2 separate regions of the Hordeum vulgare genome follow, and region 1 is linked to region 2. A link is a contact called in public Hi-C data. All regions are on one chromosome and are shown on one strand. Each heading gives the region's core, a stretch centred on a gene start, on an enhancer-like site or on the middle of the called end of the contact. The rest is flanking DNA. Distances are from core to core; before and after follow the strand shown. Region 1 holds the start of LOC123449202. Region 2 holds the start of LOC123449199 (probable xyloglucan endotransglucosylase/hydrolase protein 28).

Region 1 (3,077 bases), core at 454-2,953, 810 kb before region 2:
CATCCTGAAACTTCAAAAGTCCACCCTTAAAGTCCTTTCCATGATTGTTCAAGTAACACACAGCCTTTTTATTTGAATTCAGAAGAGAGAAATAAAGTCAGCATGAGAAAGATCACATAAAAAAGAAGCAAAAAAAGCATGTGGTCAATGTGGGCAAAAACTTATAAGTGATCATCATAGCAGAACTAAGAAAACATCTCCATTTTATGAATGGCTTCAGTATATAATCACAATGATAATACACAGAGCAAAGGATATTTTCAGTGTGTGTTGGTTTTTAACAAACTCATAGTTTCGTGGCGATCATTTCTTACATTGTTCATGAAATTGGCAAGTATTTGCAGCAGTCTATTAATGCAAAGCAGGATACACAATAACATGTTTTTGTTTTACAGAGATACTTAACAACATCTTCCTTGTGTATAGTTCGCCAACAAGTAGGCAAATGGGAACTAAATCAACCAAAATGACAGTTACGCTAAGAATTGTGTGATATCACTGGCTCGGAATTAAAAAGTCAAGATACAATGAAAAACCATGCAAACTGACTGAATTCACAAGAACAGATTGGTCCTCACCGTGAAGGCTCTTTGCCTAAGATAAGGTTTGTTGTCGTCACTGTGCCATCCAATAGAAGCACCCTTGCACCAACTGCACGCCCAATATAGAGGTTTTGAATAAGGACAACATTATAGTGTCAAGTTATGTCAGGTCTCCTACATTAACTACCTTCAAGGTTTACGCGCACCACTAGTATAGTAAAGTTGTGCATTCGTATAAAGTTACTGGAGTCATGAGGGCAGGTACTCCCTCCGTTCCTAAATATAAGTCTTTCTAGAGGTTTCACTACTAGACCACATACGGATGTATATAGACATATTTTAAAGTATAGATTCACTCATTTTGCTCCGTATGTAGACCTTTAGTGAAATATCTTAAAAGACTTATACTCCCTCCGTCCCAAAATTCTTGTCTTACATTTGTCTATATATGAATGTATCTAGTCACGTTTTAGTATTTGGATACATTCATTTTTAGACAAACCTAAGACAAGAATTTTGGGACGGAGGGAGTATTTAGGAACGGAGGGAGTACAATGCAAGGTGCTTATATGAGGGTACTGTAAGCATCTATGTAAAATTGATATGCTCCAAGGAAACACGCTGATACCAATGTGGAACTACTGTTCAGAACCTGACTAGTCCGGTGAACTCGACGAAGAGGTCGAAGTGGCAGGAGAAGAAGGACTCGACGGCATCGCGGAGTCGCTCGCGGATGGGCACGAAGGGGAGGAGTAGGTGGCCGCAGCCGGTGGCAGCCAGATGCGGCAGCGATGTAGACACCACCGAAGGCCGGTACCCCGCCGTCCCGCAGCTCCAGTGGACGAACTCCAGCTCCTGGACACGGCGGCACCATATGAGACGGTCGATTCGGATCGCAATAAGCTGGAGATTAGAGCTCGGAGGAGGAGGGTTTGGGGAGGAGCGTGTGATATACCTTGCAGGTCTCGGGGGAGAGGAATCCAGGGATAAGGAGGCGGACGTTGTCCCCGGTGGCGGTCGGCGGCGGCGAAGCGGCGGCGGTGGCCATGGCTGGAAGAGACTTTTTTTTTTAATGAGACATTGGTTGGAACTTGGAAGAGACTTGGAGATGCGGAGGGGAGAGGACAGACTGTGAAATCGGTGGGGCCCCGCGGAAGAGGCCTTTGACTAGGCTGACTAACGGGCGCTCCGAACCCGGCTCAAACGGTTTGGCGAACACTTATTTAGAAGCCTTCCAGCGATCAATTTGACGTGTCATTATTTAACACGTTCTTAGCCCCGCCACGCTTCTGAGCATTTCTTTAGTATTTTTTTTTCACGTGTTTTCAGCTTTTAGAGTGAGTTTTTCGGATTTTTTTCGCACGGTCGTGCCTCTTGGAAAGGGAAAGAACGCGTTTTTTGTTCTCATTTTTTCCGTGAGAAGCACGGTTTTGCTATCACGAGAGACATGATCGTGCCTCTCGAAAAGGGGTAAAAACGTGTTTTTTGTTCTCTTTCTTTTTTTCACGAGAGGCACGGTTCTGCTTTCGCGAGAGGCACGACCGTGCCTCTCGAAAAAGGGTAAAAACGCGTTTTCTGCTCTCTCTTTTTTTCGCGAGAGGCACGGTTTTGCTTTCGCGAGAGGCACGATTTTGCTATAGCGAGAGGCGCGGTTTTGCTTTCGCGAGAGGCACGATTTTGCTATAGCGAGAGGCACGGTCGTGCCTCTCAGAAAAGGGAAAAAAACGTGTTTTCTGCTCTCTTTTTTCGCGAGAGGCACGGTTTTGCTATCGCGAGAGCCACAGTCGTGCCTCTTTGAAAGGGAAAAAACATGTTTTGTGCTCACTCTTTTTTCGTGAGAGGCATGGTTTTGCGAGAGGCACGGCTTTGCTACCGCGAGAAGCACGGTCGTGCCTCTCGAAAAGGGAAAAAATATCGGTTTTATTGTTTGGTTTTTTCATGATATTTTTGTCAAAACGCATCAACATGGGATCTAGTTTTGAAGATCTCGACGCGAGAAACACAACAATAAAAACAGTTCAAGATTTAAGCGCATGATTTAGGAGATAAAACATTTTGAAAATGTGGATCTACGAAAAAACGAAAAACTCCGAGGTTGCGACAAGTGGCATGCATGTAGTGCGTCACTTGTCGCAATCTAGGAAGGTGGGAGTAATCGTTGAAAGGTGTACTCCTCAACTAGTGATTTCGACGGTTCGATTATTGTCCAGTCACAAAAAATTGATCAAGACGGGCTCTCAAACGGGCCTTAAACGTTCTAGCTGACTGTCACTTCTCATATTTAGTCTCAAATATCGGGCGGACATGAAGCGTCCGGGCGCGTCCGCCACGTTAGATGTATCGGTCTCACGGTCTCACGGTCTCACGGTCTCACGCGGAATCATCTAGAAATCCGAAGGTCGAACGAACATCTCCTCTGGTGGGGGTGTGAACGTCGTGTGGTGCCGCTCCGGCTTGCCATGCCATGCCAAATCAGGTTGTTTAAGCTGGCCGGCGTCCCACGACCCTAGCCCATCCACCTCCTTCATCTCTACG
Region 2 (3,387 bases), core at 265-2,764:
ATCACTAATTTGCTGGCAGGTACCACATGTGTGCTTGGAACTTGTATATACAGAGTACACAAGTAACACAGCGACACTTGTGGTGCAGGCATCCACAAGGATTATCCACAGAATTCAGCCTACGGGTTGTAATAATGATTCAGAAACGCCGTTCAAGCAACACTGATCCTGTATAGTGATAGCCCTGGAGCAATCCGAGCTAATCGAATGCCAGGTGAAGTAATTGGCTACGGCTGTTGCAGCTAAAACCACTCTACATTGTGCCGGAAGCCATCACTTGAGGCTCCTGGTCTGAAGTTCTGAACTACTCCGTACTAGTTTACTGTTCAAAGTTCAGTCCGATCAGACCTTGCAGCGAAATGCAAACCGTGCACGCAATGCAGTGTGGTGCCGATCGATGACAAGCAACGGAGCAAGTAAGTAAGATTGGCGGGGATGAGATGGGAGGGAGAGCAGGGGCTAGCTTACACGATGGTGCGGTTGGTCCAGAGGATGGCGTAGCGGTGGAAGTCGTGGGTGGGGTCGAACCAGAGGCCGTACCTCTCCTCCCGGCCGACCGCCGTGCTGCCGTCGCCGTACACGTTGGTCTGCACCCTCCACTCCTTCCCCCTGACGTTCCCCAGGAACTCGAAGTCCAGCTCGTCGTGCGTCTTCTCGTACACGTCGCCGTTGGACATCTGCCGGAAAATCCAACGATCGCAATGCCAAAGTCTGTTAGCAGTGCGTTATTATGTCGGTTCGTTTCGTTTGCAAGAAGCGCGGTGCAGTGCAGGCCTGCAGGGGTACTCACGTAGAAGGCGACGACGACGCCGGCGGCGTAGTCGGAGGGCAGCTTGATGCTGGCGCTGAAGAAGCCGTGGAAGTACGCGCCCTGCGACGCGAACCCGGAGCCTGGATACACCAAACCAACAGAGGCAGGCGCCGCGCCATGAGGAACGGAAGGCGGCGACAAGAACGTGAGGATCGATCGATGAAGCACGGCATGGTGGGTACCTGTCCTCTCGTCGAGGGAGATGTGGACTCGCTTGCCGTCGCCGTGGAGCCTCAGGTTGGAGTCCCCGAACAGCTGGGTGTAGCCCTCCCGGAAGGTGAGCGCCGCCGCCGTCGTCGGGCGGGGCACCATGACATCGTCCGCGGCGGCGCCGGAGGACGCAGCAACCCAAGAAGACGACGCCAGGAGGACGGCCAAGAGGAAGTGACACGCCATTGGAGCTCTCTCCTCTGCTGTTCCTTCCTTCACCCCCCTCCGCTCCGCTCCGCTCCGCTCTACTATATCGTGCTGGCTGGCTGGCTGCAGCTCACTCACTGCTTCTTCTCTCGCCTCGTCTCTCTGACTCTCTCTCTCGCGCGCGACTAGGCCGGCGATGGATTGCAAAGGAAGCTAGCTTTCCATACGGCGTTTTATCGGGAGTTGCACCTCACAGTTCCGAGCGAGTAGGCCGCGCCGTTTAATTAATCATCGCGTCCGCTGCAATTAAACAGGATCCGTATTCTGATACGTACGTATATATCATATCATCGAGGCCTTGTTCTGATACGTACGTATATAGGAGTATCATATCATCGAGGCTTTGATTGCCGCGCTAGTGCTGCTGAATTACTACTCCCAACCCCATATCTCACTCAACCATTCTCTTTACTGCCGGCCATTACTTGACAGATCAAAACCGTACCCACAGCTTTTTGCTTGATCCCAGCGGAATCCAGGGATTATTGTTGTACTACCGTTGGTTGAATGCCCGCACGAGCTTCCCGTTTCTCCTTGAGTGCGGCTCGAGGCCTCGGGCGGTCCATACTGCTGTCAGGGAGCATGAACAAGACTACAAACGGCACGTCTAGCAACAGGCTGGTCGACAGACATTCGACGTATTGTAGCATCGGAGTGGCGAAACCATCGTATTCGTGGGTGAGGGAAGCTGGTCCATGCATGATCGCGTGCCAGATGATCGGACGCATTCGGGGTCCGAACGACGCGACGGCCGGCAAGGTATCCTAGAAATGCCCGGCGGGAGGTGCAGGCGGCTGCGGCGCCGGTGTCCTGGAAATGTCTCGTCGGGATTTATTACTCCTGGGAGCGCTGCAACCGATTCATTGTGCGAGGCCCTGTGGCCGATTTCGCTGTTTTGATGCTTTTGACATAGTTTAGCCTGATTTGACCCGTTTGCCACGATAGACATACACACCTTACCGTCATTTGCTGTGACGAAATTAACCGTCTCAACATTCTACCGTCAGCCCACACCCTGCCATCATTTTTGTGTGTGACGGGTAGCCATTTATCCACGTCAACGAGATCAAACGGTGTCATCTGCGCTGATCCGGACTCCACCGTCCCAGAGAATAACGATAAGGTGTGTATGCTTACCGCCACAACGAATGACGGTAAAGAAAAATCAGATCCGAAATAATTTCACAAGCGGGCCACATTAGCAAAAGGGTCAAAATTGTGAATTTGGCCACGCCGCTGTCGACCGCAGGCGCCGGAAATTTAGGGGGCGGACTGGATGAGACGGCCGACAGAGGGGGACCCCCGACGTACTCTACGCCGGTAGGTTCTGTAGCTTTCTCGCCCTGACGCCGTCGTGTGGGAGTGAGTACGTAGCGGCCTGAAACGGTAGCGAGACGGTCAGGCAACCACCTTTTCTCCTGTGCTCGCATCGCCTCTCTCTCCTGCGTCTCTTTCTGAGCACTTTCACCGTGTACGCACAGTACTACTCCTACTCTACTCTAACTCTAAACTCTACTCACATTGTGTGAGAGCTTCTACTCTTGCACGGCGAACCACGGAGAGGGTACCAGTACTCGCAGTACGACACTCAACAGTGCAAAGATTAATGACGATTGAATGTGAGCCTGTCCGTCAGCGGTAGATCGAGTGAATGCAGTGGCTACAAACGGCTGTGGGGGAAAAAAGGTGCGAGTCCATGCAGCGAGCGGGTAATCCTGACCCCTCCTCCACTTACTTTTGGACCATCGATCGATCCCGGGGCTGGGGCAGGCTGGCGAGCCCAGCCCAGCCCAGCCCAGCGCCATGGACAGGATGGGCGGGCGCTCTGGCCGACGCCGCCGATCGGGTCGCTTTCTCGCGGGGGCGCGCGCCTCTTTTCCGCTTGCATTGATCACTAGGGATGGCCTGGCCTGGCCCGACGGGATGAGCGGGTGAGTGACGACTGCTGCTTTGCCTTGGCGTGGGCGACGGTGAGTTGGACCTTTGGCCCGGGGCGTATCTTTTTCCGGTAGCCGTTTTGTTTGCTAGCTGTTAGCCGTTTATCCTCGATGGTGCTGCTGTAGCCCCCCCCTGTCTCCCGCTAACTCTCGTGTCTTTGTGCGTGAAAGGTCAATCGGAGCATCTCCAACGGCACAGCGATTCCTGCATGAGGGTTACTT

What was found. Hi-C and Micro-C count contacts between places; a contact is called where the count stands out from the background.
Region 1: a contact with region 2 is called in a Hi-C map of seedling, with 4 times the contacts expected there. The contact joins the promoter of LOC123449202 here to the promoter of LOC123449199 in region 2. A contact is called at or near these places in 3 of 6 Hi-C or Micro-C datasets (leaf and seedling) and 1 of 1 datasets of contacts at active chromatin or transcription factors (embryo).

The regions. Positions count from the first base shown.
Region 1 is chr4H:512,406,267-512,409,343 of MorexV3_pseudomolecules_assembly, reverse strand. LOC123449202 reads right to left here and starts at 1,703. Exons shown (of 9, transcript XM_045126335.1): 1 at 1,498-1,703; 2 at 1,195-1,397; 3 at 579-651; 4 at 1-64. The coding sequence starts at 1,590.
Region 2 is chr4H:511,593,765-511,597,151 of MorexV3_pseudomolecules_assembly, reverse strand. It overlaps LOC123449199 (probable xyloglucan endotransglucosylase/hydrolase protein 28), which reads right to left and starts at 1,514. Exons shown (of 4, transcript XM_045126329.1): 1 at 994-1,514; 2 at 791-891; 3 at 541-677. The coding sequence starts at 1,207.